2 separate regions of the Macaca mulatta genome follow, and region 1 is linked to region 2. Evidence: chromatin contacts called from public Hi-C data. All regions are on one chromosome and are shown on one strand. The core of a region is the stretch at or near the end of the contact, and the rest is flanking DNA. Distances in the headings are between cores, read along the strand shown.

Evidence for each region. A called contact is a pair of places that touch in the nucleus more often than the background predicts.
Region 1: a Hi-C map of CD4 T cells shows a contact between it and region 2, with 4 times the contacts expected there. The contact joins the promoter of GPR3 here to the promoter of IFI6 in region 2. A contact is called at or near these places in 6 of 14 Hi-C or Micro-C datasets (CD4 T cells, cortical neurons, fetal cortex germinal zone and 3 more).

What each region holds. Positions count from the first base shown.
Region 1 is chr1:213,564,330-213,569,727 of T2T-MMU8v2.0, forward strand. GPR3 (G protein-coupled receptor 3) reads right to left here and starts at 1,799. Exons shown (of 2, transcript XM_001111240.5): 1 at 1,653-1,799; 2 at 1-608. The coding sequence starts at 603.
Region 2 is chr1:213,270,937-213,276,012 of T2T-MMU8v2.0, forward strand. It overlaps IFI6 (interferon alpha inducible protein 6), which reads left to right and starts at 2,880. Exons shown (of 5, transcript NM_001048170.1): 1 at 2,880-2,949.

The DNA of each region.
Region 1 (5,398 bases), core at 549-3,048, 290 kb after region 2:
GGCAATGGCCAGGACTACCAGATGGTTCTTGGAGAGTGGATAAACCACGCCACATGTGGTCAGGCCATCCAGGCAGTTCCAGGCCATCACAGGCAGCAGCCCCAGGCCCAGGGCACCTCCCCACACTAAGGCCAGCATCACATAGGTCCGTGTCACTGTTGTCTCTGAATAGTAGGTGAGGGCATTGTACAGAGAAAGGTAGCGGTCAACAGTGATGGCCAGTAGACTGCCGATGCTGGCGGTAAAGGCCATTGCCAGCACGCCAACCAACACCAGGCTCATCTCCGCTGAGCCGATGCAGAAGACAGCAGCAAAGTACAGGACCAGGCCCAGGCCTGCCAGCAGGTCTGCCACGGCCAGGCTGCCCACCAGCAGGAACATGGGGGCACGGAAGGCGGGCGTGCCCACGATGATGGCCACCACTAGTGCATTCTCGCAGGACACCAAGGTGCCTGAGATGCAGAGCACCACATCCCAGGCCTTAGGTGAGGGCAGCGGTGCAGCTGGACCTGTGGGCCCCTCTGCTGGGCCCACGCTGCTTACATTCACGTTGCCTGAGCCAGCTGAGAGCCAGGCCAGAGGGCTGCCTGCACCCCACATCATGGTACCTGTAGGAGAAAGGCCTTGTGAGAAGCTGACCAAGCTGGATGATGCGAGGTGGGGTCTGGAGGGGGTGAGGTGCCCCTCAGGATACATGGTGGGAGTCTCTCCTCAGGATACCTTATAGGGTCCCAACGCCTTATCCCCACATTCATCCCCTGGGGCTCCTCCCAGGATACCGCTGTCCTCTCCAATGCCCCCAGGCCTCTAAACAGGGGTCTCTTCCTGGGGATCCCTGTCCTAGGTCCTGCACGTCTCTTTTTCCATGTGTGTGACCAGAGGAGAGACAGAAGAAGGGGTACTATAAGCGGATGAGGGCCATAGGATCCAGGGGATGCCCCCAAAGGCTCAAGATTGGGGTAGGGAAACATCTGGAGACTGAGCGGCTCTGCTCCCTCCCATCAGAGATGATGATGCTAGCTCGTGCCTGAGTCTCCCAGACCCCTCACGATTCTCAGTACTGCCAGCCTTAGACTCCGCCCCCGGGGAATGCGCGTGAAGCTCCCACCAGCCACCACCCCGCACTCCCGCGGTAACACCTGGGAACTCAGACCCCACCCGCCACCCTCCCAGGCTTCTGTCCCTGGCTGGACCCTTCTTTCTGCCTGCATCTCTAGGTCTCTAGGCAGACCCCCCTGCTGGAAGCCCGGATCCCTGAGTCAGATGCCTTCTTCTGCCCGGACACCTGGATTTGGGGCCTGACTCCGCCTTCTGTCTAGATACCTGGATTCCCAAGTCGGACACCTCCTGCTGTTCGGACGCCTGGGTCCCTGCCCCAGACGCCTCCTGCCGGCTTAACCTCAGATGACCATCAGTCCCTCCAGGGCCTCGGGTCCCTGCAGGAATGCTCACCCTTCGCCGGGTCATCCAACTGAGCCCCAGCACTCAAGCACTTAGGCCCACGTCTGCTAACCCAGAATCGCCTAAACCCAGAATTCCCACCTGGAATTCGGACCCTGGCCGGCCGCTAGGAGTCTTCCGCCGGCCCAGTGCCCCAGCATCCTGCGTGCCCTCCAGGACCCCTAGTGTCCGCGGCGGGGCCCACTACTCACCGCTCAGGACCAGGCGCGGCCAGGCCGCGGGGAGGCTCCGCTCGGGTCCTGGCGGCGCAGGGCGTGCGTGGACCCCGAGAAGCCCCCGCGGCCGCGGGAGAAGCGGCGTGAGTCACCCCGTCCCGCCCCGCCCCCGGCCACCGGTTCGGTGACGTCAGCGGCCCGATTAGCCAATGGGCGCGGAGCGCTGGGGCGCAGAGCGCGTTGCGCGGCATAATAATGAGGCCTCGCGCCGCCCGCTCCCCCATTCATAAAAAGCGACTGTGGCTGCGGCCCCGCCTCCTCCCGAGTCGGCCCGCGCTGTCCTTGACGCGGCGCCCTCTGCGGGCCGGGGGTTTCAGCGGCGCCGGTGGGAGAGCCTTGTAGTCTCAGGGAGGCTGCTGGGAACGTGGTGGAAGGGGACCCGGCTAGGCTGTGGGGTGATGGGACCCTTGGGTGGCAGAGAGGCTGACGAGATCCAGATGACGAAGGAAGAGCTTGTGATGGGGCTGGTTGGGCGTCCCTGGTGAGGATGACAGGGTTGCCAAGATGATGGGGCCCTGAGGTGACGATGACGGGGAGCACGAGGGAGCGGGGAGGTGGGTGGCAGTGACATTAGCATGGTGACAGAATCTTGGGGGGCGTGATGGCCGTGGGACACCAACGGTAGAGAGGAAACCCCCAGGGCAACCATGGCAGTGTGACGGTGACTCTGCAGCAGGGAGGAGTTCAGGGACCCCGGGATGGCAGAGGCGGCAGCCTGGGAACATGGAGTGTCCAGGTGACTTCAGGTCACTATGACCCTGTCAGAAGGGCTGGGGTACTGAAGCGACAATGCTAAGCCATGAGGGCCGTGGGGCCCTGGAAGGAAGATAGCAGGTGGCCGTGGTGAGTGGGCTCCAGGGTGAGGGGCACAGGGTAGAGCGTCCGGACTGACAGTGACCAGGCAGGTAAGTTGGTGCCAGGGCAGGTCCCATGATGCTGGGGCTGGGATAAGAGCTGGGTGACGTCACTCATGTCAGCCCAATAGCGCCCTCACAGCACCGGAGGGGTGGGCCTGGCAAGATTTCAAAACCTGAATTATTTATTCAAGGATCTAGAAAGCCAGAGGGGAGGGAGTCGGGGGTGCACTTCCCCGAAGCAGGAGGAGATGGGGAGCCGGGAAGAACTTGGAAGCAGAAAGCCTGGCAGCTCAGTCCTCAGGGCAGGCCCCTCTCAGCCTCTCATTTTAGGCATCCTGATGGGTGGAGCAAGAAGGAGCTCCCTCTTCCCCAACGCCGACTGCCCTTAGTCCAGGGGAACCACTCTGGGCAGATTTCTCCAGATGTGACAGATGTGGCCAGTCCTGTGGCAGGGGGACTGACTGCTCTTTCTCCCTGTGTTTCTTGCCTTGATGCTCCCTGGAATCATGCAGGCCTGTGGGAGGGAAGATGAGGTTAAGAGGCCTGAGGATCCCAGGCCCCACTGGACACCCCCATCACAGCACTATCACTGCAGCCCCATGGTCAGCCTCCACCAGGCAGGTTTTGGGTTTGAGTGTGAGGCAGCAGAAGGTCAAGTGGCAGGAAACATGGGAAGAGGAGGGGTTGGAGCTGGAGAAGAAGATTCATTTCAGGTTGGATGTGGTGAGTTTAGGGGGCTTAGGGAGCGGAGGTGGTCAAATCTCAATTTCTCCATTTCCTAGCTGTGTGACTTTGGAGAGTTTCTTTAGCTCTCTGTGCCTATTTCCTCATCTAAAAATAGGGATAATATTAGTTCTGGCCTCATGGGGTTGTTGAGTGGGATCTGCACGCCGTTGGCCATCAATGTTACAGTTGGCCAATGAGGGACACACCTGGCGGTGTAGGTGTGCAGGTGGCACACCTGCCTAAAGTTTTAGGGGTAGAGGACATCACCCAGGGGCGGGAGCAGAGAGTGAGGAGGGGCTTCAGGGGTTCCTGTTCCTGGGCTCTTGCTCCTGACTGTTCCCTCTGCCTACAACCCTTCTCTTCATCCAGGTCTCTGCTCCCAAGTCACTTCTGAAACAGGCTGCTCTGAACTCTCAGATCGCCACTGACCTCCCCATCAGTCTCCCTCCCCTTCTCTTGATTTATTCGTTTTCGGAGGATGAAGTGCTCTTGAAATTATAAATAAATTCATGTTTGTTTGTTTTACTACGTGTCAACCCCACTAGAATCTAAGCTCCAAGAGGATAGTGACTATATCCCATTTCTGCTGGAGAACAGTGCCTGACATGTAATGGGTGTTGAAGAAATAATCATAGACTGGATGATTGACCTAAAAGGGAGCAACTGGAGGAAAAAGGAAAACAGAGAGAATAGTAATATGCCTGGTGCCCAGGAAGGTGGGGGTGTCAGAGAGAGGATCCAAGGGCATCAGGGCCCCAAGCCTCAGGGATCCACTTTCTCTCCCATCAGAGCTAGGTCCCTACAGAGTTCTGGTCTCAGCGATGGGTGAAGGCTGCGGGGAGGTTGGCATCAAAGGGGAGTATGGGGGACTATCTTCTGCTACTCTGAATGGCGATTATATATTTTTTAAGTTTTCGTAGTTTATTAATCCTCTGGTGAAAAATCTGCACCGTCGCTGCAGCTAAAGTCATTCCTGTTTGCCAGCACCGGCACCACACTCTTGTGACTCCCTGACTATCTTCATTCTGTTCTTGAGTTCTCAGCTCACTGCAAGCTCCGCCCCCCGGGTTCCCGCCATTCTCCTGACTCAGCCTCCCGAGTAGCTGGGACTACAGGCGCCGCCACCACGCCCGGCTAGTTTTTTGTATTTTTTTTTAGTAGAGACGGGGTTTCACCGTGTTCGCCAGGATGGTCTCGATCTCCTAACCTCGTGATCCGCCCTTCTCGGCCTCCCAAAGTGCTGGGATTACAGGCTTGAGCCACCGCGCCCGGCCTCGAGGTCTTTTTCTTTCATGTCTTGCAAGTCTGCGTTTGGATTAATTTTTCTTTGCATAATCCAAGGAATCATAAATCATACCCAAGCCAACACCACCAAAATAGGTTCTGTTTTTATTTTATTTTTTTGAGACAGGATCTCAGTCTGTCGTCCAGGCTGGAGTGCAGTGGTGCAATCACTGCTCACTGTAGCCTCAACCTCTTGGACTCAAGCAATCCTCCCATCTCAGCCTCCAGAGTGACTGGGATTACAAGCACGCGCCGCCACACCCGGCTAAGGCGTGAATTTTTTGTAGAGACAGGGTTTCGCCACGTTGCCCAGGCTGGCTTGAACTCCTAGGCTCAAGCGATCTGCCCACCTTGGCCTCCCAAAGTGCTGAGATTACAGGCATGAGCCACTGCGCCCGGCCCAAAATGGGTTCTAAATACAAAGATGACATCCAGTGTGGTCTTCTACTTTTTGAGTGGTTTTCTGTGTTAGGCATTGTTGCCTTCCCAGGGCGAAGGACACAGAAAACCATTTATTTCCGCTGAAGTACTGGTTGGTCGTGAACTTCCTGATCCCGATAGTTATCCTGTGGTTTGCAAGTGAGGTTGATCCCAAGGCAGCCAGGGAGGAAAAGAGTACAGTGACATTTCTTTTCTTTCTTTCTTTTTGTTTTTCTTCTTTTTTTTTTTTTTTTTTTTGAGACAGAGTTTCCTTCTTGTTGCCCAGGCTGGAGTGCAGTAGCGCAATCTCGGCTCACTGCAACCTCCGCCTCCTGGGTTCGAGCAATTCTCCTGCCTCAGCGTCCCAAGTATCTGGGATTACAGGTGCCCGCTACCATGCCCAGCTATTTTTTTTTTTTTTTTTTTTTGAGACGG
Region 2 (5,076 bases), core at 1,630-4,129:
ATTAGCTGGACATGGTGGTGGGCGCCTGCAGTCCCAGCTACTCAGGAGGCTGAGGCAGGAGAATGCCGTGAAACCGGGAGGCAGAGCTTGCAGTGAGCCGAGATCGCACCACTGCACTCCAGCCTGGGTGACAGAGTGAGACTCCATCTCAAAAAGGAAAAAAAAAAAAAAAAAGGCACATTAGGTCGTTTTGGTTTTTTCTTTCCTCTTAACTGTGTGGCAGGTTCAGGCCACAAAACAAGCTATGCTGCCACCTCTGATTATATGATCCAAAGATGCAGCGTTGCTGGATGTATCTGTGTAAAGACGGATAATGATTCTGTAGGGAGGAAAAAAAATAGGATTCTGTAGAGAGTCTCTGGAAGTCCACACAGGAGAATTGCAGTTAGGATTCTTAGGATTCTGGAGTAAGGCTATGGTTACTGTGGTCCCTTTGGGAAAAGAAGCCCTGATGTGCCACTGAGCCCCAGTAGTGACTATGCATCTCACCACTGGATGCCAGGTAGCTATACATCTTAAGTTGGGTATTATCAGAAAGGTAGAGCAGCAATTCCATATGTGATGGAAGCCGGGCACATTGGCTCATGCCTGTAATTCCAGCACTTTAAGACCCCGAGGCAGAAGGACCACTTGGAACCAGGAGTTGGAGACCAGCATGGGCAATGTAGTGAGACCTCCATCTCTAAAAGAAATATAAAAATTAGCTGAGTGTGGTGGCACATGCCTGTGGTCCCAGATACTTGGGAGGGTGAAGTGGGATGATTTCTTAAGCCTAGGAAGTCAAGGCTGCAGTAAGCTATGATTGTACCACTGCACTCCAGCCCGGGCAACAGAGTGATACAATCATACCCTGTCTCTAACAAATGAACAAACAAACCAACAAAACAACAAAGAGGCTGGGCACAGCGGCTCACACCTGTAATCCCAGTACTTTGGGAGGCAGAGGTGGGCGGATCACCTGAGGTCAGGAGTTCAAGACCAGCCTGGACAACATGGCAAAACCCCATCTCTACTAAAAATACAAAAAAAATTAGCTGGGCATGGTGGTGCGTGCCTGTAATCCCAGCTACTCGGGAGGCTGAGGCAGGAGAATCGCTTGAACCCGGAAGGCAGAGGTTGCAGTAAGACGAGATCACACCACTGCACTCCAGCCTGGGGGACAGTGCAAGACTGTCTCAAAAACAAAAACAATAACAACAAAAAACAAAGAACAAAACAAAACAAAAAATATATGATGGAAATGGTATATTTAAGGCTGAGCAAAAGGGGTCTAAAAGGCATGAGTAAATTAAATAAACGGGGAGCTCAGAGTCCTGTGGCACCCAACTCTGTCTCTCTGGGTTTTCTCCTTGACCCACATATATGACCTCATGGAGTGTTCCCAGCAACCAACAGATAATGGAGGAAAGGAGTCGAACCCAATTCACAGATAAGTCAGTATAATATTTTGGTACCAGCTGGAAATGGACCACTCTATTACAGCTCCAGTTGGGGGTGGCCCTGAATAATAGTGAATCCTCCCAGGGGGCAGAACTAGGAGTAGTATACCGTGTTGTTCCCTCTGTATGCAGAGAGAGAGAGAGAGAGAGAGAGGGACTGAGGTACAGGCATACACCAATTCCTAATAAGTGGCCAGTGTCTTGGCTGGTCAGTCAAAGGCATGGATAGAACAAGATTGGAAGATTGGGAATAAGCAGGTGTGGGTTGGGGCATAAGAATGAACTCTGAATGGACATAAAGCACGTGGATCTCTGTGTCTCATGTTAATGCCGACCAGAGATCACCTGCTGCAGAGGAGGCTTTACAGCCCGATGAGCAGGATGTCCCATCCCGTGGACGTCAGCCAGCCTCTCAACTTAGCCCCACTATTGCCTTGCAATGGACCTATGAGTGTCTATTGCAAGGTAAGGATGGGGGTTAGAAATGAGTCCAACAACTTGGGCTCCCTCTCACAAAAACTGATCTGGCAATTGCCAAAATGTAGCCAATCTTCCAGCAGCAGGTAGCAATATGGCAAAATTGCTCAATGAGAATAGCCAGCCATCTGGTGGCAGGTCAATTATTTCAGACCCCTTCCACTTGGGAGAAGGCAATGATTCATCCTTACCGGAATTTCTATGTTTTCCAAATGGAGGTTGCATTTCTGACCTATAGTGCTTCAACCATCACCAGCCAAAGGCTTTAAAGAATGCTCAGTTCATTACCTAGGGCCAGAGGACCCATCTTGAAACTCAAGATGTATCATGATGGCCACACGAACACAGGCTTCACTGGTCTTACCATATGCCCATGCCGCAGAAGCAGCCAGCCTGAGAGACAATGGAACAAAGTGACTTAATTTCTAAAGTTCTGGGGGATTATAAACAGCATATGGTGTGTCACATGACTACTGTGGGATTGGAAAAAGATCATGTAAATAGAGCACTTTGCACAGATCCTGGCATGCAGCAAGTGCTCAATAAATGGTAGGTGTTGTTTATCAGTTGGATTGAAGGGTGAAAGGCCTGTGTGCCCCAGGGGGAGCTGGTGATCAGGCTTCACTAAGCCCAGTATGGCCGTAGCTGTCACCATAGTGTGACATGCTTTGAATACCCTTAGGGGCTCCAAAAGTCCTCAGCTTGAAGTGTATTTTTCTGCCAGCAGGCAGCACACAAATGCTTCTGCTGGGCGGAGCTGGGAGAGAGGGGAAAATGAAACTGCAGAGTGCAGGGGCTGGGAGAGAGGGGAAAATGAAACTGCAGAGCGCAGGGGCTGGGAGAGAGGGGAAAAGGAAACTGCAGAGTGCAGAAATAGAAACTCCGGCAGGGATTGGCTGCCTGGGGTGAGACGTGGGAGGATCCGCAAGTGATGATAAAAAGCCAGCCTTCAGCCGGAGAACCGTTTACTCGCCGCTGTGCCCATCTATCAGCAGGCTCCGGGCTGAAGATTGCTTCTCTTCTGTCCTCCAAGGTAAACTCAGGAGCTATGAAGTGTGGGCATCAAGCTGCCACCCTCTGCCAGGCTGCCTACCTGCCTGTAAATCTCATGTTCTGAGAGCCAGGAGGCCCCTTCTCCAGGGAGCAGCATCCCTGGGTCCCTTTTAGTGCCCTGGGCTGGGACTTGTCTAAGAGGATGGGTTGGAGATTTTAGGGAGACTGGATACAAAACCCCAAGAGGCATGAGACCCAGGTTACAGGTGCAATATCAGCGATCTGTGGCCTTAGCCCTGTCACCTCTTGGAACCTTAATTGCTTCCTCTGTAAAAGGAAGGTTAAGTTGCCTTACCTGCTCAAAGGACTGGATGATTTTAGAAGCCCCTTTATTATAGGATCCAATGTGACAGTGAGTTCATCTTTGAGGATAGATGAAGCCATCTGGAATGGTTGTTAAAAATGTGGGCTTTGGGGCCGGGGCCGGGCGCGGTGGCTCACACCTGTAATCCCAGCACTTTGGGGAGGCCAAGGTGGGCAGATCACGAGATCAGGAGTTCGAGACCAGCCTGGCCAACATGGTGAAACCCCGTCGCTACTAAAAATACAAAAATTTGCCGGGCATGCTGGCACATGGCTGTAATCCCAGCTACTCGGGAGGTTGAGGCAGGAGAATCCCTTGAACCTGTGAGGCGGAGGTTGCAGTGATCTGAGATCACGCCACTGCACTCCAGCCTGGGTGACAGAATGAGACTCTGTCTCCAAAAAAAAAAAAAAAAAAAAAGTGGGCTTTGGGTATTAGCCAATTGTGGGTTTAAACCCTGACTTTTCCATGACCTGGCTAGGCAGCCTTGGGAATATTACTTAACCTCTCTGAGCTTCAGTTCCTTACCTATAACATGTGGTTGATAACAATGGTACCGACTTCATGGTATCATTATAGATACACGTGGACTGCATGCCATAAAGTGCTAAGTACTCAATACTTGAGAGGAGTTTCTTGTTTTTCTTTTTAATTTAAGGAAATGGCATTGAGCTGACAAAGGTCGCGTTAGAGGTGAGTCTGAGGGCATACGCATTTTCCAGTTTGGTGGTATAAAGAAAAGAGCATAGGTTCTCAATTTTGACAGTCTTGAATGTATACCCATGTTGCACAATTTGCTGTGTGACCTTTATCCCTTGTGATATTGTAAAATATATTTTTTCATCCCCCAGGTGCTGGCATACAACTCCTAAAATCCTTGGAATCTTCAAAGTGATAAATATCTTTTGAGTGTTAACTGTCTAATAAGTTGAGTGATGGCTGGCATTTCCTCTGGGGAGGGGAGAGGGGCTGAAGGTAAAGCTGATTACCAATGGGCAATGATTTAATCAGTCGTGCCTATGTAATGAAGCCTCCACAAAAACACAAAAGGACAGGGTTTGACGAGCTTCCAGATAGCGGAATACAAAGAGGCTCCCAGTGGGTGGTGCTTCTGGAGAGGAATGAAAACTCCATGCCCTTTCTCCCATACCTTGCCCTGTGCATCTCTTCATCTGCAGCATTTGTAATATCCATAAGGAATCAGTAAATGTGGCTGGGTGTGGTGGCTGACGCCTGTAATCCCAACACTTTAGGAGGCTGAGGCAGGCAGATTGCTTGAGCTCAGGAGTTCAAGACCAGGCAACATGGTGAAACTCTGTCTCAAAAAAAAAAAAAAAAAAAAAAAAAGCTGGGTGCGGTGGTGCATACTTGTAGTCCCAGCTACTCTGGAGGCTGAAGTGGGAGGATCACTTGAGCCTGGGAGGCGAAGGTCGCAGTGAGCTGAGATGGGGCCGCGGCACACCCGCCTGAGCAACAGAGTGAGACCCTGTCTCAAAACAACACAAGATCAATTTTTTTTTATAGAAAGAAACCAGTAAATGTAAGCAAAGTGTTTCCCTGAGTTCTGTGAGCTGCTCTAGCAAATTAATGCAGCTGCAGAAGGGAATTGTGGGAACCCCAATCTATAGTCAGTCAGAAGCACAGGTAAAACAACCTAGGGCTTTCAATGGGCAGTCTGGGGGACTGAACCCTCAACATGTGCGATCGGCCACTATCTACCCATAGTGGTGTCAGAATGGAATTTGGGGACCCTCAGCTGGTGTTCACCAGAGGACTGATTCCTTGCTTGCTGGTGGGGAGAAA